Regions from separate parts of the Mus musculus genome. Here all the other regions are linked to region 1. The links are chromatin contacts, called in public Hi-C and promoter capture Hi-C maps. All regions are on one chromosome and are shown on one strand. Each heading gives the region's core, a stretch centred on a gene start, on an enhancer-like site or on the middle of the called end of the contact. The rest is flanking DNA. Distances are from core to core; before and after follow the strand shown.

Region 1 (4,889 bases), core at 869-3,368:
TGGAGTCCCCAAACAGAGAAACTCACACTGCGCCTTTATTCCACGTTCTTAAGGTCTATTGTTAACTGAAGACTCCTTGTCTTTTCAAATTCCTTCATGTGAATGGATGAGGCCAGACATCTGCCAGGATCCCCTTACATTTGCATGCAAATTAGAGACTTCATGACACACAGGGCCTTGGAGCCAGTAATATCACTTGGACTCCAGCTTTATACAGGTCAACGTATAAATCTTCCTGAACTTTCCACTCAAGTTCTGCCTTTTAAAAATGAAGTAATGACCATTCGTGTGTAATATTAATTGCCTAGATGGCTGTGGTAAATTGAACTACAAAACAAGATAACAGGATAGACTCAGAAGACGCTACAGGAAAAAGTCCAAGTCAGCAGTTGTTTCCTTGGCAAATTTGAATGCATCCACATTTGTTTTATTATCTGGGTCTGCGAATGAACATACTAAAGACAGGATGCGATCTAGGAGCGTTTGCCTACGTGATTCAGGCACTCGAAGGCGTTTACACTCTGATCCCTCACTCTTTGCTCAGTTGGCTTTGAGGCTATTGCTGTGGATACCGCAGACAAGGTCCCTCTGGAGCAAGTACTACTACGGAATCTTCCAGCCTGCGCATCCGTGCCTGCTGTCCTGTCCGGCAAAAGACCCAGGACGAACTTTCCAATCTACCCAGTGTGCAGGGCACCTCTTGGCTGCTAGGCTTTCGGTAGAGGGTTGGGGGCGGGGGGAGGAAGGGAGGGAACCCAGCCAGCCAAGGACTTCCCTCTGAGGTAGCGGTGACCGCAGGAACCTAGGAAGCACCGAATCAGTAGGCAGCAGCCCACACCCCTCTCCTTGCAGCACAAAGGACACTCGCTGGCAAACTTTCCTAGTCACTGACCCCAGAGCAGAATGCCTGGAAAAGATCAAGACTTCCCTGAAATTTCCACGTCTGTAGCAAGCCTCCTTAAGGGAGCTACCCCTTCTAGGCTCAAAACAGTTTTCTCCTCCTTGGACCACATAACAGTTGAGTATGTTCTCCCCAATGCTCTGACTTCAGTATCCTCAGTGTTTTGTTAATTACACTCCTTGCTCTTTATTCTTAGCATCGTAGCCTCTGCCGAGACCTTTTCCTCTCCCCACAACCTGCCACCTTTCTTTCCTTTTGACCCCATTTCCAACTCCCTGGGTCTTCTGTCTGCTCTCTTCCCAGGTCCCCAGCTTCTTTCCCCTGATCACAGCACCAAGCCTTCTCTTCTCTTTCCCCCTCTGATGGGTCCCTGAGATCCTGGGGCCTCAGCTCCAGTCACTGCCTTTTGCCCATTTCTGTCTGGCCTTTCTTCTCAACTATTGCTCTCGCTCGCCCTGCTTCATTTTGAAGGCAAGAGGGTGATCGGTAGATTCTCCTTTCCCGACTTCGTTTTTCCTCCTTGCTCGAGAAACCGCGCCCCCTTGTTCCCCTTAGCCCTGAGATCTTATCCCGAGGTTTCTCAAACGCAGTAGGGTCCGCCAAGCTGCCAAGTTTGTCTCTACTTCCTCCCTGCTGCCTCCCACACCTCCCGCTGCCTCCCACACCTCCTGCTGCGGCCCAGTTGGTCCGGGCACTTACCCTAAGGCTGGGCTGACAGGGGTGTTGGGGTGCGCACGGAGCGGGTGGTGGTGGCAGCAGCAGCCACTAGCCGGAGGATGAGGACCGGCAGAGCAGCGCCTCCACCCAGCCCGCAGCGCGCACTGGCTCCTTGGGGGACCCCCAGCAGAGCACCAAGATGCAAGGCGAGACAGCCGCGGGAGCAACAGCTGCTGCGCGGGGCTGGGCTAAATCGCGTTCTTGGGGGTCGTGGTAGAGACAGGCGGGAATAGGAAAGAGGGTAGAAGAAATGGGGTGCAGAGGGCGGGGCAGCGAAGGATCGGTCTCAAGGAAGGCGCCCGAGGCGCCTCGGAGTGCGGTGGCAAGGATGCCACTGTCTGGGAGGACGCCGCGGGCCCCGGTCCCCGCCCGACAAGCGCTGCAAACCGGGGCGCACGGCCCTCGCCTGGCTTCACGGCTTGCTGCCGGCGCCCTCCGTGCGCCCCGCTTTGTGCTCCCCGCAGCCGGCGTGCACCTGGTGTAAGCAAAAGCGGTCAGCTGATGGGCTGCGCGCCGATTGGCTGCTTAGCGGTCTCCTCCCCTCCCGCCCGACCCCCTTCCCGGCCTCCCCCTCCCGCCCTCCCGCCCGCTACGCCCGCCTAGGCGCAGTCCCGCGCTGGGGCACCATCTGTAGCCCGCCCAACAAAGGGGCAGCTCGGGCCCGCCACCCTGGGCCTGCCAGATCGCTGCAATGCCACTACAGCCGCTGCAGGGAGCAGAGAGCCACTCCTTTTTTCTTTTTTTCATTTTCTTCTTTTTTAAAAAAATAGGGACGAAAGACTGTGACTGGGAGAGGAAGGCAAGGACAGGGGAAGAACCCTTGTAGGAACGCCATAGTCTCCATGGGACTGCAATGGAGTTTTAAGTATGAGATCTGACCCATCCTTTGGAGATAGTTGGCTATGTGGTGCATACATACATACCCGCAGCTGAAATGGTTAATGCCCTTGCCGAACCCAGGGTAGTTCTGTGACCCTTAATTGCGAGGCAAAGCCACTGTGAAATTCTGGAGGCTTTCTGGAAACAATTCTGAAACTTTGAAACTGTGTAGTGTCTGTTTGGTTAGGTGTGAAACTTGTGTTCACATTAGCAGAGGATTGATTGAAAGTGCAGACTGCAGAGCGGTGTGAGGGCAAGGGTGGTGGGAGGCAGGCAAGAGTGTGGAAGGGAGGGTGGAAGTGGTTGAAGACTAGACCTGAACCAGGGTCTCAACTTCAAAGTGACAATCCAAAGCAAGGTTCAGGAAAAGCCTTTGATAAGTGCTATTGGGGGAATCAGCTTTAAGAGAGAGAGAGAGAGAGAGAGAGAGAGAGAGAGAGAGCATCAGCAACTTTGAGAAAGAGAACCTGATTTTATTTCCCCGGGATACTCAAGTCAAGAAATTCTGGGGAATTTGTGAAAGGATGGACCATGTAGAGACTGCCTTATCCAGGGATCCACCCCATAATCAGCATCCAAACGCTGACACTATTGCATACACTAGCAAGATTTTATCGAAAGGACCCAGATGTAGCTGTCTCTTGTAAGACTATGCCGGGGCCTAGCAAACACAGAAGTGGATGCCCACAGTCAGCTAATGGATGGATCACGGGGCTCCCAATGGAGGAGCTAGAGAAAGTACCCAAGGAGCTAAAGGGATCTGCAACCCTATAGGTGGATCAACATTATGAACTAACCAGTACCCCGGAGCTCTTGACTCTAGCTGCATGTGTATCAAAAGATGGCCTAGTCGGCCATCACTGGAAAGAGAGGCCCATTGGACACACAAACTTTATATGCCCCAGAACAGGGGAACGCCAGGGCCAAAAAGGGGGAGTGGGCGGGTAAGGGAGTGGGGGTGGGTATGGGGGACTTTTGGTATAGCATTGGAAATGTAAATGAGCTAAAATACCTAATTTAAAAAAAAAGAAATTCTGGGGAATTTGGAAGACTACGTTATCACAGAAATTACTTTTGAAGTCGTTAGTGCTAGGAGAGAGATTCAATAACAGTAATCCTGCATTCTTGATCCCTATATCCCCCCCCCCCCACCGTCTTGCATAGATATCTGAAAAGTGTTTGCTTACACTTGTCAATCAGCTTCATATCGTCCCAATAGTATTTTGTAGCCACTGGTAGTCAAATGGGGCACCTTAATAGGTTCTAGGGAAAGACACTGTTAGTATGAAGGTTAAATAATGAGTGAATTGTAGAGATAGCCAGACAAAAGAAAAAGAAAAAATAAGTTGAGTTTAGATTAGACTAGATTATGTTTTTTTTTCTCTTCATTTTTCATGTAGACTGCATGTAGGATAGAGTTTAAAAGGAGTTACTGGTAGACATAGAAACGTGTATGTGGCCTTTCAAGAGGACTTGGAAAGTCTGTATGTTCTTGGGAGATGGAGAGAGATGATACTGCACTGTGTGATGCAGGGTGGCTCCTAAGCGGCGGAGAGGTGGAGCTTGGATGGAGAGGGCTTACTCCAAAGATCTGTAAGAGCATCCAGGTTTTAGAAGACTCCATGAGGATGGTGGTGTGAATCCGGCACCAAGGTATGACCTTCGAAAACAGGCCAATATGGTTTTAAAGCTCAGAACTGCAATTAGGGTCTATGTCCCCATGGGAATGTCACTTTGCCGCTTTAAGCCTTAGTTTTCTTGGCTCTAAAGTGGGACTAATCACAGTCCCAGTCCAAGGAAGTGTGTTGCTTAAGTGAGAATAAGTAAGTACAATCCCTGCAGATGTCTTACTGTGTGGCAGATAGCAAGCACTGACAGACATAACCAGTAGGCATGATGTAGCCAGGTTTTACAGATTAAAAGAAAAAAAGAAAAAAAAAAAAAAAGACATCGAGTCAGATGGGGGATTGTGATGCCAGAGCTGTGTACTCCAAGAAACTGGCAGAGCCAGCAAGAGAAATGCTCTCCCTGCCATTCGAGTCATTTCTTTTAAACAAGCATATCATTTATTTACACCAATTTCTCTCTTCCCCAAAGTAAGAGTGAGGAAGGAAGCCTAACCTACTTCTACTTGGTCACTGCATTTCCTTGGCTCTAGTCAGAGGAACACTAGGAAGACCATGTGTGCCAGCAATGGGGGCAGGAACTTGAAGCTGGAAAATGGTTACTGCTGAGTGGAGGTCCAGAAGACATGGTGATGATAAAGTTGGGGATGTGGCCTAGTTGTTGGATATTGGATGGATTCTTTAGATTGTTAATGGCTCCACATTTTACAAACTGTATTCTTATAACTGTGCAAAGGGTGTTGGCAAATACTGTCTGCGCTGCCACT
Region 2 (4,889 bases), core at 1,088-3,587, 470 kb after region 1:
AATGAAGCTGATCATGGTATCTGAGTCAGGAGGGGATACAGTTGATCTGTTCCCAAGTTCATGTCAAGTCATGTTCCCACCGCCACCTGTGTAAAGAGATACATTCCTCTAGATAGGACCACTCTCACTTTGCTCCATGCCTCCTTAATGTCCTAGACTAACCTTTCTGAGAACCTAGATGTGTCCTTGTTCTCTCTCCCATCCTTTGGGGAGTGTCAGATCTACATTGCAGTCTGCAAGTCTCTCTTCACTCTCTCCTTTAACCTTCACAGGCATTTCCTCCATAAATCTCTTGCTTGATTTACCCTGTATTGATGTGTGGCTTTTGGATGGCAGAAGGCAATACACGAAGCAAGGTAATGACATGGGAGAATTTTCATGCAGCTGGTCCTTGCCACAGCACACCCTGATCCATCTTACTATATACCCAATATAATTTTTGGTCCATTAAACCACAGTTCTGCCGTGAACCCATGCAGAGACTGTCCTGAGTGGAGATGATTACACTGTAGGCAGAGGAAAGATACAGCTGAGCCGGCAGCAGCTGTTTCCAGAAGGAGATAAAAGCAGATCCCTGGGGGAAAGCCAGGACTAGAACAGTCACCCAGATGTTGAGCTAAGCTTCTGTTCCAAGCATTTCCCCCATCATGTCCATATCCTGAATCAGCAGAATAAGGGTGCTAAACATCAAAGTGTCTGTCACATGAATGAAAAATGACAAAAGCAATAACTGGGACCAGGAACTCTAACATAGCTGATGGCTATGCCAAGCAAGACTATTAAGAATCACAGCATTGGGGCCTAGCAAACACAGAAGTAGATGATCACAGTCAGCTATTGGATGGATCACAGGGCCCCCAATGGAGGAGCTAGAGAGAGTACCCAAGGAGCTAAAGAGATCTGCAACCCTATAGGTAGAACAACAATATGAACTAACCAGTACTCCCAGGAGCTCATGTCTCTAGCTGCATATGTATCAGAAGATGGCCTAGTTGGCCATCAGTGGAAAGAGAGGCCCATTGGTCTTGCAAACTTTATATGCCTCAGTACAGGGGAATGCTAGGACCAAGAAGAGGGAGTGCATGGGTAGGGGAGTGGGGGGGGGCATGGGGGACTTTTGAGATAGCATTGGAAATGTAAATGAAGAAAATACCTAATTAAAAAAAAAAGAATCACAGCATCTTATATACTACTTGCAGGGATGGTGCTCAGGGGACAACTGCCAAAGTCACCAGAGAGCTAAGTCAGACAATGTTGGCAAAGAGGACACAGGATACCTCAGACACAGCCTCTTTAGGACTGATAACCACAGCCCAAGGGGAAGAGCAATGTCCCCAGAAACTACAACCTTGACTCCTACAAGGCATCTGCCCCAGCATCACACAGACCTGGCCAAGTCTGTTCCTGGACAGGGACACAGAACTAAAGTTCCTTTTGTCCTTTTCATGGGGGCCTCTGAACATCTTAGGTTAGTCTGTCTTCTCAAGGTCTTGTTTTTCTCTGTGAGGGAAATAAAAGTGTGGTGGGGCCAGCATTAGTGGCAAAGAACCTAGATTCAAGGTTGGAGTCTGATATTTATTAGTGATAGGAAAGAAGATAACTGAAGTGAAGGAATTAAGCACTTAAGGACTGGGGATCTGAAAGGTGTCCGTGACCAAGAGCTCACTATGTGTCAGAGCTCTCAATTGGGTAGGATGGACATTCCTACAGGAATCCCAGAGGCTCTGGTGGCTGAAGCATAGTGAACTGTTTAGAGCATCGAAGGTAAGAATAGAAAGGGGCAAGACAAGCATAGGTGGGGACTGGAGCATGTATTCACATTACACTGAGAAACAGGTGTGATTTGCATTCTGGCTACTGTAACAATTGCAGATAATTACAGTCAGGTGTGAAGGAGTAAAACAAAAAGCTCTTAGTCACCACTTGCTTGCACAGATCATTTAGACTCAAGAGAAAGCAGCTAGGAAACATGAGTATGGGTGCTGAGATACAAAGCAATGACAAAGAAAGATGTTGGCGCCGCTTTGGATAAAAGGAAGTGATGGGAAGAAATGCTGTATTGGCTTAGGTGTTGGGGTCAGGTTGGGTACAGGATCAGAAAGACAAATTTCTAGAATTATAATGGGGGCAGGACTTGTTGCACTCGATGTTGTGCTGTGCCTTCAATAATATATCAAATGCTGCTCTATAAAGAGTAGACTCGAGCATAAGAAGCTAGAGGCTTGCATCCCACACACCCTCGAAAGAAGAGAAATTGTAATTTAGCTCACCTAACAGAGCTGGCAAAGAAGGAGGGAGCAGGTGTGTGCCCCTGAGCAGAAGTGATATTTTGGCAAGGGAAGACATAAAACTGGGGCTCCAGATCCATCTTGCTGACCTTGTACAATATGTTCTCCTGAGCAGAGGGGAAGAAATAAGGTCATTGGATAAAGGCCAGAGATGATGTAACAAAAAAAATCTCTTCCGATACCACTTCCACTCTTGCTGACAATGATCAGAAAGCAAATTTGAAAAGCAGAGAACTATTTCTATTTTATTGCATTCTTAAGAAAAAAAAAAAAAAACAAAACAGGCTTACCCAAGAGCCTACATCTTACCTTATGAAAGCCTACTGTGTGATACAGTTACTGTTGATTTAGGGAGCTGAGAGTTTCTTGAGACACAAATATTAATATAATCTTCACAGAAATAACTGGCCACTGATTGGTCCTAGAAGGAGAAGCTATATCATACTGTGACCGTATCTAAGGTAATTCTTGACCTGATAAGATCATAGATTTGAGCCCTGAAGTTGTCACTAACTTGATGGAAGAGTACCTTAGGGAAAAGTGTTTGATCAGGATATGGAATGTTTTATTAGGGTTTGCTTTTGTAATGTGTTTCCCACTGCTGAATGTGATGCCCTCAGTATAAAGTTGACCCAGTGACCATAGAATAGAACCACAGAGAGCTGTAAGTGAATGACAGTGTAAGGTCAGGCCTTCTTGTTCTGCCAGATGTCTGTTTCACCAAGTGTGCCCATGCCAGCCTTGAACTTAAAGTTCTCCTGCCTCATCCTTCTAAGTCTGGGAGTGTAGGTGTACACTTTGATGCTCTGCTGCTTACTATCTTAAAAAAGGACACAGCGGGATTCATGTAAATATTAGTAGCAAATACAAGCATTGGGTAAGGAATTTTGAGAGGAAGGTCATGGTTGCCTCTGCATCTGTGAATATCAGACTCCCAGCAGATTTTGGAGCTATAGTTGGCATTTTTGAAAATGTTAGTAACTATTGCTGAGGTAATTTGAATGGCAAATCTTTTCTGTAGGTTCAGGTATTTGTACACCTAGTCACTTACTTGGGGGTGATGCTTGGAGACCTTGCTGGACAAAGTATGTCACAGAGGGATGAGCCTTGAGATATAGCCTCCTATCACTTCCAGTTCACTCTCTCTGCTTTGTGGTTGTAGGTGTTATGAGCTCTCAGCTTCCTGCTCCTCACCTGCCACTTCCTGTTGTGCCTTCCCAACATGATCATCTGCACAGAACTGTAAGCCCAAATAAGCTCTTCCTTTTGTAAGTTGCTTATGGTGGTGGTATTTTAGCACAGTAGGTGCAGAGTAACTGAGAGAGTTGGTGTTTAGAATTTTTATTGCTACCTTGGCACTTATGAGATTAGCTGGGAAATACACCTTCTCAGCTTTCTTGAAAGTCACTTCTCAAGTCTGTTCTCTCTGTGAGGTTATAAACAGCGGGGATTCTCGTCATGAATTATTTATTCAGTATATCTATCCAGGTCTTGACATACTACAGATAGTATGCAGGCATGTGGATATAATGTAACGGCTGAGATAGAATATAGATGACTACAATTAAGTCAGGATTTTTTTTTCCTTGCAAGGAAATCAGAATATAGAAGTCTGTGTGTATGCACATGTGTGTGTGTGTGTGTGTGTGTGTGTGTGTGTGTGTGTGTGTATGTGTACCTGTGTACATGCAGAGGCCAGGGGGCAATGTTGAGTGTCTTTGTTGATTGCTCCCATTGAGAGAGGATCTCTTACTTAATTGTGGAACTCACTGATTGCCTATCCTGGCTGGATAGTGAGCCACTGGGATCCTCCTGTCTCTATCCCACAATGCTAGAATTACAAACCTATGCTGTCATGCCTGGCTTCTATATAGGTACTGGGAATCTAAACTCAAATGTTTTACCCACTGATCCAGCCTCTCAGAAGAGAATTTTTTAAATTATTCATAGTTTTAGCTTGGTGTAGCTCTGGTATACCTGAATTTAGGTTTCTATGGCTTAATTAAATAACATGAATCATTTAGCAGCATTGCTCCAATTCTAGTTACCACAGTATATAAACTGTGGCTGACTGTAGATTCATGGTAGCTCTTTAGTCCTTAATACAAAAAAAAAAAAAAAAAAAACATAATCAGAGAAAATCATATCACCTTCTCAAAGTCTATAGTCCTTTTGTCATTGCAGAAAGCTATCCTGGAGTATCTGATGTTCTGTTTTTCCATTTTTGTTTTGCTTTTTGTTGTTGTTGTTGTTGTTGTTGTTGTTCTTGTGTTGTTTTGTTTTATTTGAAAGATAATTAAGCATGTTGCCAAGGATCACCCTTGGCTTAGAGAGAGATTCTGAGGAAAGGGTGTTTGAGAGTAGCGAAACAAATGACCTAAAGTCAAATCACAGGGTACAAGCTGACGGCCTATGTTCTGCTCAAGATGGCTTTCCAGATAGCTCTCTGCTTGAGACAGCTTTCTCTGACAAGTCTAAAAAAAAACTCTCAGAGAAGCTCATCTCTTGTTGTGGTACTGTAAGACTCTGGAGAGCCTTAACTTACCAGAGACCCCTGAGTAAACAACTTGGAGATGGGAATCAATGCAAAAGCAAGAGGAA
Region 3 (4,889 bases), core at 849-3,348, 410 kb before region 1:
GAGTGGTTAGACATCTCTGTGAAGTGGAGGGGGGGGTGGACATGGTGTTCTTACTCTGTTCCTGCTTCTCTACCCTGTCCAGATCTATAACAAGTCATCCATCCCACATGCTTCTAGCCTATCAGCTATCTTTGATGCATAACCGTATAGTAGGCCAAATACAACAAGCTTAGTGATGTCTACCTATTGTTATTTGACCATATTGATTTCTTCTTTTTCGATGTTCCTTGTATAGGCTTTTAATAGGTTTTGCATTTTTGAGGATTTGAACTTCGGAACTTTTCTTAAAGGCATAGGTCCTAATGAGATGCATAACCTTATGTGACCTTTCCTCTTTACTGATGTAATAACGGTCACTTAGTTGTGGATTTGATAAACTCAGTTTTTGGATACCTGAACTCTGGTCACAAGGGTTTGGGTAGCTAGTCAGCTTGATTTGCTTGCATGTGTAGCAGATGGGTCTCAGTCATGGGACCAAGAACCATCCTGTATGGTCAGGTTGTAGAGGAAAAAATTAGCACAATGATATGTGGGTAGCCTTTTGTAACATGAACACTCTTTGGTGTGTTAGTTTATGTGATACTATTAACACAGACTAAAGAGCAGAAAGTGGAGAGTTTTTTTTTCTCCAAGAACAAATTCTCAGATTCAAAGTCTTCTTTCTTTTTTATTTTCCCATTTTCATATCTTTCTATTGATACTAGCTTGATCCATGGACACTACTTGTGCACAGCCAAGTTTTGCAAGTGGAGTTTTAGTCAGAACCTTTGATTTTATGTTACAAACCCAATGCAAAGACATTTAAGAGGAAGAATAAAGAATAGCTTGGGTCAGGTGACTGGGAAGGATGATGGTGCTGACCCTGGCATTAAGGAGATAGCCACAGAACCAGGAGCTTTAAAGTCAAGGCAAACTTTACAGAGTTCTCTTTGCTCTCCTGTCCATCCTACTTGTTTGAGTTCACTCTTCTCTCGGCCCTAAGGTGTCATATTCTAGCTACCTGTCTTAGGGTTTTATTGCTGTAAAGACACTCTACAGCCACTGAAACTCTTATAAAGGAAAACATTTGCAGCTAGCTTACAGTTAAGAGGCTTAGTCTATTTGTAGGCAGACATTGTGCTGGAGAGGTAGCTGAGACGTCTAATCTGGATGCCTAGGTGTTGCTTGTAAGTTTAGAACCATGCTACTGCCTTTGCCTAGGAGCTCTGGCCCTACCTCCCTTTGTTCCTCCTGGCTTAGCTCTGCCAAGCCACAAGCACTGACCCAGCTTCTCTCTCTCTCTCTCCCCACCTTGCTGTGGGAGTCAACCACTCCACTAGCCCACTCCCCTGACCCTTGTCCCAGGAGTGGTTGTGTTATCAGCACCATCCAAGACCTTTGAATCTGCGGATAAAAAAGTCTTTGCCAGCTAGCACAATTGTTGGGCACAGAATCTCCTGCCTGGAAAGGCATGCCATCATCAATTATTATCTCCATTTGTCCTCCTGCCCTAAACTTATCTGCTAGCCTGTATCAGCTAGCCCCCGTCAACCTCCTTGGCCCCCGCTCATAGCAGAAGCTGCAGGCCCTAGCTGCCCCTGCCCAGAAGCCTTACATGACTGCTGCTTTCTTTTCATTCCAAAGCATGGCTGAAAAACCCTTTTCCCTGTGTCTGCCTTTTCCTCTTGGGACCCTGAAAGTCTCATATGCACGTTTGCTCAGCAATTGGCTCCTGGACTTCTTTATTGACAAAAACAAGAACCAATGAGGGAACCAGACCTTAGTATCAGCACCTCCCTCTACACCTATGCAGCAGGAAGAGACAATGAGCCTCTAGGCAGACTGAGAGCTTCTGAGATCTCAATAGCCACCTCTGTAGTGATGTACTTCCTCTAACAAAGCCACACCTACTCCAGCAAGACCACCTCCTAATATTGCCACTCCCTGTGAGCCTATGGGAGATATTTTCTTTCAAACCATTACACTGCCATAATGTAAAGAGCCCGACTTCTTTTCCCTAAGGCTGTTTTTTTTTTTTTTTCCTCCTACCTAGAGGATGATCAGATCAAGTGTGGTTTAGGATTCAGTGTTGGATTCCTCTTGTGCTGGGGGTGAGGTGAGTGTGTGGGTGGGCGTACATTCTGTGTAATTCTACAGAAACCCATCCTTACGTGGCATTCTTGCTGTTCTGGCTGTCAAATATTTTAAGCAGCATCCCTAGAAATGGGATATTCTGGTTAACTAGATTTGCGTTATCTTCCTCTGTGGATCCAGAGTAGGGATAATGGTGGCTATGACATTGTGTTCTATAAATGTGGGAACACAGACTAGGGAGCCAAAAATTATTGCTGTCAAAATATGCTTAAATATGAAATAGTTGAATTCAGTATAACACAGTCCCTGGTTACGGAGCTTGTTACTAAGCAGGCAGCTGCGCTTTCCGTGGCCACTTGTTAAAGGATGTTATCTTCCCCATTTATAGGTCTTTTCCTAACTAGTACCAAAACCTACCAGATTAGTTTTCAGGTGGAAAATATTATCTTCCCCAGACTGGTGGTGTGAGTGCCCCTGGCCCCTGACTCTGATTGCTGGTATCCATAGCTATTTTTTCCCTCTGGAAGATTAACTTATAGTCTCTGTACCATTTCCTTCTACACAGCAACTCCACCTTCATCACCCAGAACCTTCTATCCCCACTCAGGCTTTTTCCCTGCCTGTGACTCCCTCTGTTCTTTCTTTCTTGCTCTTGTCTTTTTGTTGTTCTCTGTTGAATTGCTCCCAACAAAGAAAAAGTGTGTGTGTGAGTGTGTGTGTATGTATGTATGTATGCTCAAGCAATGCCTGCTAAGGTGCTGATTTAAACAGATGTGGAGAGGAAGGCCCAGAGACTTGAAGGTAATAATTTGTTGTATGTCTCATAGCTGGTAGTTGGCACACAGGGAACTTTTATTCCAAAGCTCAGGTGTTTAATGATTCCCTGTTTTCTTCTCACTCTGTCTGTTCATGCCTTAACTGTCATCACCACCTTCCCAAGGCATCCTCTCAGGGACTGGGGTACGAGTGTGGTGATGTCTTAGGGATAATCTGAGAGAGGTGAAGCTAGAGGAAAATCTGGGGCTTTAATGAGGTGAAAGAGATGAGGCCCTGCCAGGAAATGGGAGCCACCTTTGTAAAGCAGCAGAATGATCCCAAAGTGCATTCTGTGTCTTACCTGCACATGTAGCTATTGGTGGACGATGCAGCATGAATAGCCCAACACACAGTCCTACAAATCTACTCAGAAAGCCACCGTTTGTCTGATACTTTATATCTAAATGGATCATCTTTATTAGCACTAACCATCAGTCCTCAATCCATAAATATCGATGCCTCCTTGTGAAAGAAGCAAATTGAGAGCCATACCTGGCCGTTTCCCTCACCATAGTTAACCCTTCTATCTGTGCATGGCATTGTGTATTTTATTTATCTCCCAGGCTGCTGCAGTGAAAGAGCACCCTGGCCACCGACTTGCTGTGAGATCCAGGGCATGTGGTTCACCATCTCTGGGCCCAGTGTCTTCATCTCTAAGCCTGAGCTTCTCATCTCCCTTCCAGGCTCAACATTTTCCGAATCTTGATTTCCTTGCCCATTGGGTGACTCAGGAATCTGTGGTAATAAATTATGTTCTGTAATAATGAGCTTTCCCTCAGTTCCATCTGCTGGTTCCACTTTTCACAGTGAACCTTGATGGGCTGGGGATGAAAAACTGTTTAGGAAGGAACCTCTACCCCTGGAGGTGTGCTCTGCGGTAGAAAAGATGAAGGTGACAGGTGCTTTGCAGAGAGTGGGAACAAGGTTTAGGGGCTTCAGGGGACACATCTGCTGTCATCATCATCACTCACAGCCCAACCCTAAGCCCGAGTAGCAGAGAGCCATGGTGGCATTTGAGAGTAATCAATGAGGCTACAGGTATTTGCTGATTATGATCAAATACTAGGGTGGCTGAAAGAAATCAAACACCTGGGACATCCACAGCGCTCGTGAGAAAATAACCAGGACCGACATCCTCAAGCTTGGAGCTGAGGGTGTAAGATGTTCAACAAGTTTCACGGGGCTTCAGCAGATGGTGACAATCTGAGAGGGCTTCTCAGAGCTAATGAGATTCCATAAAATAAATAAAATGTTACACTCCCAATTTGGGTAATTAAAAAAAAAAGGGAAGGAAAAAAAAACTTGTCTTAGCCCAGCAAAGATAATTCCTATTAGCACAGTGGTGCATGCCTCTTCAGTTTCCCATTATTGCATACAGAATCAAAATGAAATCTCATTATGCCTGTTGTTTGGCAGCCTTAGAGACTTTTAGCACTATATGACATTTTACTATGTTAGTAAATCTTCAAAAGCATATAATTTTTACAATAAAAATAGCTTTTTTTCTCCTTTAGTGCAAACGTATAATGCTTGTATAGCATCACATACACAAAAATGTTATCTCTCTAGCACCCAGCGTTATTACTGCTACAATTGGAATATATGTAGCTTCTGAATTTCTTTCTAAAAGTACGCGTGTTTATGTATGTGAAATATGTGTATAATGTATTGCATTTTATGCCCATAGATATTTGATTATTGTCTCACCCCGAACTGGGGCGGGAGGGCGATTAGAGCATGTGTTTAGCCTGCAAAGGCCCTCCATGGATTCAATTCACATTACTAAGGACAACGAACATATGCCCCACTCTCCCACTCACAAGCCTTTATGCTTCGTAAGGATGGGAGATGTGCCCATCCCTATCTCCAGAGAGTTCCTTGCTCAAAGCTCAGTTCCTGAACTATAGTAGTCCTTTATTTTATCATGTTTATCAAATGAGTGAATGGCAGGTTTTTATTTTGATGCATCTGGAGTTGGGAGATAATAACTGGAAAGCAGG
Region 4 (4,889 bases), core at 694-3,193, 360 kb after region 1:
ACTCACACACACACACACACACACACACACACACACACACACACTGATTGAAAATAGTATGGGAGCTACACTGAGAACCAAAAGTCATAGCCATACAGAAATGTTAAGCCAGAGAGGGAGTATGCACAGTGGGGAATCAGAGAAAAGAAGTAACATTTATTAAGGACACTGTGATTGATGTCAGGAAAAAAAAATTGTTTTCATGCCTTCTTGTACTCGAATTAAGCAAAATTAGGTAAATTGTTGACCTATCTGTGAAGCAAGGATTATATATACCTGCCACTGTTTAAAGAATGGAATAGTCAATCGATATCAGGTACTCTGTAGAATATCTGTCACACAGTAAGAACTCAACAAAGTTTACATAATAATAGTACTGATAATGGAGTACATGAACCTTAAAGATTGCTAAGAGTTAATCTTGAAGGAAATTGTTACTCTTGATGTAGTCCTTAACCTTAGATGAATTTGTATCCCTAAATGACAGTAGCACAGAACAGACTCTAGGAAACATACCTGATGTTTTCTAGCCCAGTCAGTAAGTCCGAAGAATCCTTAGATTTCTTGAAGCACCACATACTTCATTGATCCTGCCCAGTTTCTTCTTCCAAGAATAACATGTGTCATCATGATGACACATGCCATTATCTAAGTGGTAACTCTCTTCAAGATCACATGTTCTCAACAAGACATTGAACAAGACATTACCTCATTAAGTTCATCAACTCAAACTGGGTTTTTTAATCTTCATTCTTTCTAACGTCACTTTATTGTGTAGATGCGAATTTATCTGAGAATCCTCATATAATTTGTTAGTGAGATAAGATACATTACAACTTGTAGATAGTATGGGAAATGTTTTTTTGAGAGGGAAGTTGAACTGATAGCCTTAGTATTTAAATCCAACTGAGCTTAGTAACTTTCACTTCTAAATGTTCTGGGCAAACAACTGAGCATATTTTTATTACAGCCTCCATGCCAAATAATTACAAATTCTGAGACATCTTTGCATCTTTATATATATCCAACCAAATATCTTGGTTAATTTGTTACTGCAATATTATATAACCCCATGAAACCAAGATCAAAGTGATTTTTTTAAATTTAATTTTGCATTGGTAAGAATCTCCCTTTCGAACTTAATCTCACACATCTACATAACTAACAGTTTAACTCGTTAACCATTCATCTTGATGAGATTAGTTGCATTATCTGGAAAAAAAGCATATATTTAATTAGTGGGTCCTCAGTATTTTCAGCTACCAGGCTTTAGGACCATAGAGATAAACTCATTCTTAGGTAACTCTCTTTTTTTCTATGTTAGTCTTCAATTTTTTGAAAATCTAGTATTTGTTGGTTTTCACTTAGTCTCCAATGACCAAATCATGCTGCCCAAATATTCTTGGATGCATGGTTTTTATAGGAATGTGTTCCATGCAGCAAGGCCTACACTCTTAGAGAAAAGCTGTCTCTTTCTTCCAGCAGCTAAACGTTTCCAATGTGTCTAATGCAAGGAGCGGGATTATGGACACAACTCTCTTCTTCATGCTGGGATTTGATCTGTCTTTGACTTTCATGGAGCTTTAAAACAAATAAAACACAAATGATACAAAGTTGAGTAGATATAAAGGGAGATATTTCTGCAAAGGGTTGTAGGGAAGGAAGGTGAATATGATTTTTTAAAAGTTTTATAGGAAAAGAAAAATCACCTTCAAAGGAAAATGTCTTGCTCTGCATGTGAGAGGGACTTATACTGTGCACACTGTAAGATTTTGGATTGTTGTGCATGTTGACCATTTGATTTTATTTTCTTCTACTGCAATGGCTCTACATTTGTTCTTTGTATGTTCAAAGATTCCTTGGAAGCCAGTTAGATGTGTCTGTCAAGACAAAGGCAGCCAGATGAGTTCCAAAAGCAGTCCTTAAGAGCTAGAAGTTTTCCCTCTTCATAACTGAATGTAGATGTTATAGAACTCTGGACGTTTTTAGTCTCCCACATCAAATCAGCACCCAAGAAGGTGCAAACGAAGCTTCTAAATCTGCTGTGAATATTTGACAATTCCTATGATTATTTTTAGCAACTCTTCCCTTAGAAGGGATTTTCTTGCTTCAAATTCTTATCATCACTGGATTTTACACATTTTATAAAGTTCATTAATAGTTTACATTTGTGTTGAAGATCCTTGGCATTTATGGATTTGGCATAAGCAGTTTTGACTGTTTGCTGATGAACCTGATAGTTCATGACATGCTTTGATTTCAGATCTTGCTCAGACACATATTGCAATGGAGCACACAGACAAGCTGATGTGTGGGAGCAAGTCAATGTAGCTAATGGGTAATTCTAACTCGCTGCCTGACACCCACATCTCAATATGCTTATATTATTCTCTTCTCACTGGTTTATGATAATTCATCTGTAGCAAGTAAAACCTTTGCAGCCTTGTGAAATATGCCCTTAACTCAAACACACACACACAGACACATACACAGACACACACAGACACACACAGACACACACACACACACACACACACACACACACACACACACACTCTTCAACAAGATTGAAGAGGATAACAGACACTGTGATAATATGTACAAAGGAAAACAAAAATGAAATGTAATCCCAGAGGAATTCAGAAGGATTTTAAAAGGATTAAAAAATTTTTAGAGATGAATTCAGGGGTGGAAGATAGATTTCAACTCTCAGACTACTTCTGACTGACTTGTGAGGTTGGATACACAGCATATTATACATTATAGTATTTGTATGATTTTCCTCTTGCTTTGCTGTTTTCTGCTGCCACCATACAGAAATAAGTTAGAAAAACAATTTTGATAATATTGTCAGTTGATTATCCAATATCCATGTCTTTCACTCCAGTGTCCATATGGAACCATAATATTTTCCCTTATCCTCATGTCTGGATACCCAAAGTTGGTGGCATTTACATGAATCCTGAATATTTAGGTATGCTCAATATTTTGACATGGCAATATGACATCATCATTTACAAAATCCATTCACAAGACCCTCTCCATTGAGTTACAGGAGCAAGAGAATAAGGCAGCCACTCCACAGCTCGCGCTCGCTCTCTCTCTCTCTCTCTCTCTCTCTCTCTCTCTCTCTCTCTCTCTCTCTCTCTCTCTGTGTGTGTGTGTGTGTGTGTGTGTGTGTGTGTGTGTGTGTGTGTGTGTGTGTGCAGTAGTAGTAGTAGTAGAAGACATTAGATCCTTTTGAGCTAAAGGTGCACATCTTTGTGAGCTACCCAACATGGGACCCAGAAAGCTTACCTAGAATCTTTAGAAGCACAGCAAACACGTATCTTCTGAGATAGCTCTCTAGTCCCAACCTTGTGCTTTAGTAAACTATTATTTTGTATTGGCTTCATTCATAGCTATCCTGGGGTACATGTTGTCCATGGCCTCCAGGCTAGATATGCCTGCTGGAACATCTATATTAAAATGTCCTCACAAAATAAAAGAGAAGGGCTTAGACTCTTAAAAGGAAGAAAAGTTTGCATTTTTTTCCTCATGCCTTCTTGCCTCTTAGTTACTGGGAATCCTTTCATTCTTTCCCAAACTTTCAGTCATGTATATTAGATATCAACATGAGGGTACATGATCTGTCATGAAAAAAAAAAAGCATCTTGGAGCCCCCAAATAAACCTCCTTTAGGATGAATTCAATATTGAAGATATCAGGATGAACTATAGAAACAATTCTTTCTGGGGGTAAGAGTGGAATTGAGTCTTTTTTTTTTTTTTTGAGAATCATATGCCTACAAACTACTCTCACACTCTGCTGGTTATGTGAATATTTTTTGTATGTGCTTAAAATCTGTTTTTGAGCAAGAAGAGTACATTCTGTGTCTAGCTGGTATAATTTTTCCAACTGCAGTATGCATAGGAGGTTGGAACATTTTTTTTTTATTTCTGGACTTTGTGAACCTTAGCACATATTTGCATATTGAATCTCTATAATCGTCATCTAAATATGTCAATTTTATTAATAAACTTAACACAATTTCAACCACGGCCTTGTCAAACTCTCTCCCAATCTTTTCACCTCCATACCTTATTATAGTAACCTTTGGCTGTACTCACAACTTTTCTAGCATATTTGGGAATGTACTACTTAGAATTTATATAACAAGAAACCTACATACAAAGAATTTAGCTAAAGTTTAGCTGCAAATGTGAACAAAATTAAGCCATTCTGTCAATATAATTACACTTTGAAGTGTTGATTTTCTCTGTGGTTTTGTCCATGCAATGCTCAGCAATTCTATGCATCTGTTCAGTTCAATTAAACCCCTAATAAATTCAACCAAGAGAAACAGTAAAACCACTTATCTGACTGGATTGATCAGCCAGTTCAATTGAAATACCTCATCTACCACATTACTTGGGGTGAAGTGAGTTGGACATTTTTTTTCTCTGATGAAAAAGAAAGGAAGAAGACTTTACAGAATTGACATCAACAAATTCCTTCACATTCTGAAGATGTGCCTCATTCTGTATTAGACTGCTAGCACCATGCTTGATCCGTGTGAAGTAAAATTGAAAGTTTATAAAGTTCAGAGGAGCTAAAGTGAATATACTTGAAGGTCAAATGGATAGGAGCTTTCTAGAATGGTTGGAAGGATAGTGTTGGCTCAGTTAAGAGAGCTGGAGATGTAGAGCTTCCTTTTATGAAGGAGAAGGACTTGCTGTGGTCAGGAGTACCAAAGGTTTCATCAGGAGAATCCCAGCGAAGATGAATTTGGAATGCGCTGGGGAAAATGCAGAAATCAGAGAAATAATTGTAAAACTTTTGCTTATGCGATGCTACAAAATTCACAGCAGGAATGGAATTCCTGTTATGACAAGGCAGAAAGTTATACA
Region 5 (4,889 bases), core at 655-3,154, 310 kb after region 1:
GGTGACAGCTTCAGCATTGCCATAAAGATGAAGTGAGATGATGCATGAATATCTTAGCTAAATGCCAGCAAAATGCAGAAACGAGTATGCTAGCATTGGAAGATGCAATAGAAATCACAAAGTCATCCTGAGTGTTCTTCTAGTGTTACTGTCTCTTACTGTATATTAGCAGGGTAGATCTAAAAAGATCCATATGTGTAATTGATCATTCACTTTGAGTTAACTCAAGTCTCTTCCTTTTAAACTTTATGACCACCTAGCAGAGTGCTATAAACACAGCCATTTGTCACGCTAACATGTTCATAATTTCTGCCACACACTCTAATCCACTGAAATTCTGAATCTGTACTCATCCTCTTATCTCTGCTGTGTGACCCTGACATTTACCATTATTCAGATGATACTTATCTGTTCCTGACTTTTGCAGTCTGGGACCACCCAACACTAATGAGATGCTCCCTCTGGTATCTTGTAGTTTGGCACATATTGTTCTCTTTAGTTAGCTTTTAACAGCAGGTGATGGAGAAGTGCACAAGATCACTGGAGTGTGGTTGTCTGAAGACTCATGGATTAGAGAATCAGCCGGCAGCCGCTGTGAAGAGAGGTCACAGAATATGGGTGTGTGGGTTTTTAGTGTTGTTTCACTTGTTTGTTTGATTTTTAGATAATCTATGGCCAGTGTATAGTTGTAATATAAAATGTCCTGAATTCTTCAGACTTTTGTGAACTACATAAAATGGAAGACACACTATGCTGTATTCCCTGGACATCTGAGATGTCCTTTTGAAGTGTAATTTGTAGACTCTTAGAAGTGGGAATAAACTCTAAAAATCACATGTGTCAGAAATGATTAATGGAGTCTATTCTATACCCACAACCTAAAAATCAAACATACAGATAATGTAGGCTTTCTGAGTTGAGAGTCTGAATATAATGTAATATATTCCTGAGTAGACCTAACTACAGCAGTAAATAAGGTAACTGAAGTCTAGGCAGATGACTTAGTGTGCCTCAGATAGCATGAAGTATAAGAGACAACATCAAGACTAGAACTCAGATTTCATGAGTGTTAAGAGAATGTCAATAGAGAAGAAAAATAGAAGGCACTGATGTCAACAATTGCCACAGTGAGCAATGAGGAGAGGAAGTTTAAACGTTTGGTACTGAAGTGGGTGGTGATATTGTCATAAGTTGTCCTGGAAATTGTCTTGAATATTTTTAAATTTTCATTTATATACTTGTGTGTGTGTACATGTGTCTACACAGAATCACACATTTATGACATGAAGTGCTTGTGGAGGTCAGAGGACAAGCTGCAGAGCCAGTTCTCTTTAACCATGTGAGTCTAGGGGACCGAAATCAGACTGTCAGCTTAGGAGGCAGCTGCTCTTATCTACTGAGCCATCTTGACAATGCATCCTGGAAGTTCCTAAAGGAATGATTGTTAGAGATTGTACAGATCAGTAGAGAGCAACTAGAGTGCCCAAACCTATCTACAACTAAAAAAATGCCGTTTAAATGTCTATTTAACCAGAGACATGAGGATTTAGGTTATTTAGGGGAAAGACATAGAACAAAAATGGAAATTTTTCCTAATTTTGATTTTATTTCTTATAACACTTCTTGAGTGTTATTAAGCAAATAATCAGCTTATTCATGGAATAAAGAGAGTGCTGTGGTTTACATTTAAAAAGCAAACCGTTCACTGAATGGATTCCTCATTGTAAGATATTTATTTCTCTGTATATATGCATGTTTCTTGAAAATGATTGACAGATCCTGGTCTTTCTCTTTTTGATGCTGAAGTACAGATGAGGCCTTTCCAACCCAATGGAGAGTGGAAGTGGACTCCAGTCGGGATTTGGTTTCCATGGTAACTCATCAGCCATGGTTTGTTCTTTTTCTAGCTGTTTAACTGACTTAGATCTTCATCTGAATGTCGTGAAAAAGATTTGACTATTTGTAGGAGTTCTGCCCAAGTGTGAAGAATCTAAGGAATAAGAAAAGTTTGATTTCTACAGGGAAAATTGTATTAGAAACATGACATTTATTGGTGATGATATTGCCAAAGGTGCTGGATTTAGATTGGGGAGGGTGGCTGATTGTCACTTAGCTAGCAAATGCAGGGATGCCTATATGCCTTCTACTACCCAGCGACTGTCACTACCAAGACCCCCCAAAGAGAGGGTCACTAAGGGTCTCCAGCCAACCAAGAGTGTGTAATTAGAGACTGTGTCTTTAAACAGTGTGGGAGCCTTGGGAACATCATGTAGTATTGTTGTCCCTTTTCCCATGCTATACCATAGCCCCTAAACCATAGTGTCAGATTGCAGCCACCCTACCTATACTGACAAACCCATGAGAATCACTAGGGAGAGAAAGTAAAAAAGATTTGCCTTTAATGTCTACTGAAGAATTTCAGGACAGGAAAGGACAATGGGAAAGAAAAGCTTGCTAGATACACAGGTGATGAGGATTTGATTCCTTCTGACTCCCTTCTCTTGTGAAGTTACTACCTGAGCCTAAGAATCTAAAGCATGAAAGGTAAGAAGAGGGAAAATTATTGTCTACTTTCTCTTGGACCCTAAGGACAATTAACGATTGAGTCCCATTTACCGAGGGACTGATCAAATCATATTGTCCTCTGGACATGTCTATGGGATATTGTCTTGATTTCTAATTGATGTAGCAGGGCTCAGCCCACTACGGGCACCATTCCCAGAAAGGTGGTCCTGGGCTGTGTAAGAAAGGTAGCTGAGCAAGTTAGAGTGAGTCACGAAGCACAGCAGTTCTTCCATGGTGTCTGCCTCAGTTCTTGCTTCAGTCCCTGCCCAGACTTCCCTCTGTGTTAGATTATGACACAAATGCTTAAGGCAAATAAGCCTTTCTTTTGGAATTGGCTTTTCAGTAGTGTCTCAGCACAGCAACAGAAAAGAAACAAGCATGGCGACCATTGACAGATTAGTTGGTCATCCCTAGCATGAGCTCTATGCCCCCGCTGCCACTGATTCAGAGGCTACTGTAGAGCCTAGGGGGAACGGGGTCAGCACCATAGAGTACGTCTAACAAAGGATGTGCCAGATCACAAAGCCAGGCCTCAGTCCTGTCACCTACCCCAGCTGTCCCTCTCTCTAATTCTGCTGTACTTCTAGATCTTTCTTCCTGTCATTTTCCCCTCAGGATCCCTTGTTTGTTTGAATGTGCCTATTTTCTGGGCTCTGAGCCCAGCTTGGTTAAAATAGAATTATTTGTTTAACACCCTCCCAATTCTGTCTGAGATAGGGCATCCATATTCTTACTGAGACTAAATTTTTTTAATGTATGGAACAAATGAAAACTCATAATCTATAGCTTAAGGAAGCTGCTTTAATATGTATTTATTCAAGACTCTTCTTACTGTGAAGAGGTAAAATGTATCATTGAGGGGTATCCTGCTCAACTTTCATTTGCCAGGCTATGTATTTTCTCTGAGGGGTTCTTCTCTGGCCCACTTTGAGTTTTCACCTTTCCTTTGTGTTTTCTCTGTGTTGGCCCAAAGGTAGTTATAGCCATTGTGAGCATGCTACAGTTTTTTCTTTGATGGTTTTATAGAAGTTGACCCCATTCCATGCAATGACTTTTCACTATAGCGTGGATAGAAGGGACCTCCTTAAAGAGCCAGCCCTTTGCTGCTTGTTCCTCACTCTCCTTTCCCTATTGATTTAGTACCACTAGCTTCTTCCCAACACACTTACTCTACCATCCTATCGTTCTTACAGTGTATTTGTTTCTTGTCCTGTTGCTGTAATGAAAGACACTCACAAAAGCAACTCCAAGGATAAAGGTTTAGTTGGCCTCAAGGCATAAAGTGTACTATGATATAGTCTACTATGGAAGGCAATTCAAGGTAGCAACTGGTCACACTCTTTCCACAGGCAGAAAGCAGATAGGATGTGGCTGGTGGTCAGCTTCTTTTCTCCTTTTTATTAATTCTATACCCATTGGTCCTAGGTTAATGCTGCATTAGGGATGGGTTCCTATACTAATTTGTTGGCTTTCTGCCTGTAGGTCCAGGCAAGAGGAGAGAACCCGGTCCAGCTGAGTCTCTCTCTGGGGCTGAGCATCATGGTGAATGTCACGGCCCAAAACAAACACACCTGGGGCCAGGAGTCTGTCAAAGCAGGAACTCAACTTCATAGCATCAACCTCTTGCTTATATAAGTACAGAACAGAGGGAGGAGAATTTTTGGTGGGGTAAGATGATGTAGGAGGCAGGGAACAGGGAACGGTGATGGGTATGAAGTGGCTGACAGGGTCAATGGCAAAGCTCTACATCAGGAACGGTGGGGCAGAGGCAGGGTCAAACAGGTCTTGCTGAGTCACCCCGATAAGGAAGTGACTGAGACAGGTTTTAAAACTTGAGCCAGGCTCAGGTTTGTCCTCAAGGCCCAAACGATAGCCAAAATGGGGCCCAACAGTGACTCAAATAAGAAATGTCCCCCATAGACTTGTGACATTTGAAGATTACATATGAGAAAGCTGTCAGGGCAATGCATAGCTCCAGTTGCTAGTGTAAGGAATACGGTAAAAGGCTTAGAAAGGGAGGGAGCATAATATTGTATAGTGTTTGAATAGTACCCACATATGCCTATCCACGGCCTACATTGGACACCTGAAATTATGTACACACCTAATCCTATGTGTCCTGCTTTCTCTTCTTTTGTATATAGTTGTGATACAGCTTAATTTATAAGTTAGACATAGCACTTGATTAAAAACAGTAATAGAATTATAATGACAATATTCTGTAATTGATGTTATGTGAATATTTTTTATCCCTCTCCCTTTCTCTACTTTTTTTTTCATGGCTGTATGTGTGTTTATTGTACTATAATCACTCCATTTTTGCC

What was found. Promoter capture Hi-C pulls out the DNA fragments that hold promoters and counts their contacts. A called contact is a pair of places that touch in the nucleus more often than the background predicts.
Region 2: a Hi-C map of cerebellar granule neurons shows a contact between it and region 1, with 3 times the contacts expected there. The contact joins the enhancer-like site here to the promoter of Lrrn1 in region 1. A contact is called at or near these places in 2 of 39 promoter capture datasets (hippocampal neurons and pre-B cells), 3 of 484 Hi-C or Micro-C datasets (brain, cerebellar granule neurons and cerebellum) and 3 of 115 datasets of contacts at active chromatin or transcription factors (embryonic hindbrain, neural tube and stem cell-derived neural progenitor cells).
Region 3: a promoter capture Hi-C map of hippocampal neurons shows a contact between it and region 1, with 3 times the contacts expected there. The contact joins the enhancer-like site here to the promoter of Lrrn1 in region 1. A contact is called at or near these places in 2 of 39 promoter capture datasets (hippocampal neurons and liver), 5 of 115 datasets of contacts at active chromatin or transcription factors (craniofacial prominence, embryonic forebrain, embryonic midbrain and 2 more) and 1 of 9 other capture datasets (embryonic stem cells).
Region 4: a promoter capture Hi-C map of hippocampal neurons shows a contact between it and region 1, with 6 times the contacts expected there. The contact joins the enhancer-like site here to the promoter of Lrrn1 in region 1. A contact is called at or near these places in 3 of 39 promoter capture datasets (embryonic stem cells, hippocampal neurons and stem cell-derived epiblast-like cells), 3 of 484 Hi-C or Micro-C datasets (cerebral cortex, cortical neurons and forebrain) and 4 of 115 datasets of contacts at active chromatin or transcription factors (embryonic forebrain, neural progenitor cells, neural tube and 1 more).
Region 5: a contact with region 1 is called in a Hi-C map of cortical neurons, with 2.9 times the contacts expected there. The contact joins the enhancer-like site here to the promoter of Lrrn1 in region 1. A contact is called at or near these places in 1 of 39 promoter capture datasets (hippocampal neurons), 3 of 484 Hi-C or Micro-C datasets (cerebral cortex and cortical neurons), 1 of 115 datasets of contacts at active chromatin or transcription factors (embryonic stem cells) and 1 of 9 other capture datasets (embryonic stem cells).

What each region holds. Positions count from the first base shown.
Region 1 is chr6:107,526,955-107,531,843 of GRCm38.p6, reverse strand. It overlaps Lrrn1 (leucine rich repeat protein 1, neuronal), which reads right to left and starts at 2,118. Exons shown (of 2, transcript NM_008516.4): 1 at 1,601-2,118.
Region 2 is chr6:107,060,514-107,065,402 of GRCm38.p6, reverse strand. No RefSeq gene overlaps it. Among named protein-coding and RNA genes, the nearest start is that of Gm22418, 62 kb to the right of the region's middle. Within about 2 kb of position 2,337, at least 4 of the 459 cell types and tissues checked have an H3K27ac peak or open chromatin away from gene starts, as enhancers often do. A contact at or near this core is called in cerebellar granule neurons and cerebellum, where this site is marked.
Region 3 is chr6:107,933,745-107,938,633 of GRCm38.p6, reverse strand. No RefSeq gene overlaps it. Among named protein-coding and RNA genes, the nearest start is that of Gm35017, 120 kb to the right of the region's middle. Within about 2 kb of position 2,098, at least 7 of the 459 cell types and tissues checked have an H3K27ac peak or open chromatin away from gene starts, as enhancers often do. A contact at or near this core is called in hippocampal neurons, where this site is marked.
Region 4 is chr6:107,165,370-107,170,258 of GRCm38.p6, reverse strand. No RefSeq gene overlaps it. Among named protein-coding and RNA genes, the nearest start is that of Gm34933, 27 kb to the left of the region's middle. Within about 2 kb of position 1,943, at least 8 of the 459 cell types and tissues checked have an H3K27ac peak or open chromatin away from gene starts, as enhancers often do. A contact at or near this core is called in cortical neurons and hippocampal neurons, where this site is marked.
Region 5 is chr6:107,219,791-107,224,679 of GRCm38.p6, reverse strand. No RefSeq gene overlaps it. Among named protein-coding and RNA genes, the nearest start is that of Gm34933, 28 kb to the right of the region's middle. Within about 2 kb of position 1,904, at least 2 of the 459 cell types and tissues checked have an H3K27ac peak or open chromatin away from gene starts, as enhancers often do. A contact at or near this core is called in cortical neurons, where this site is marked.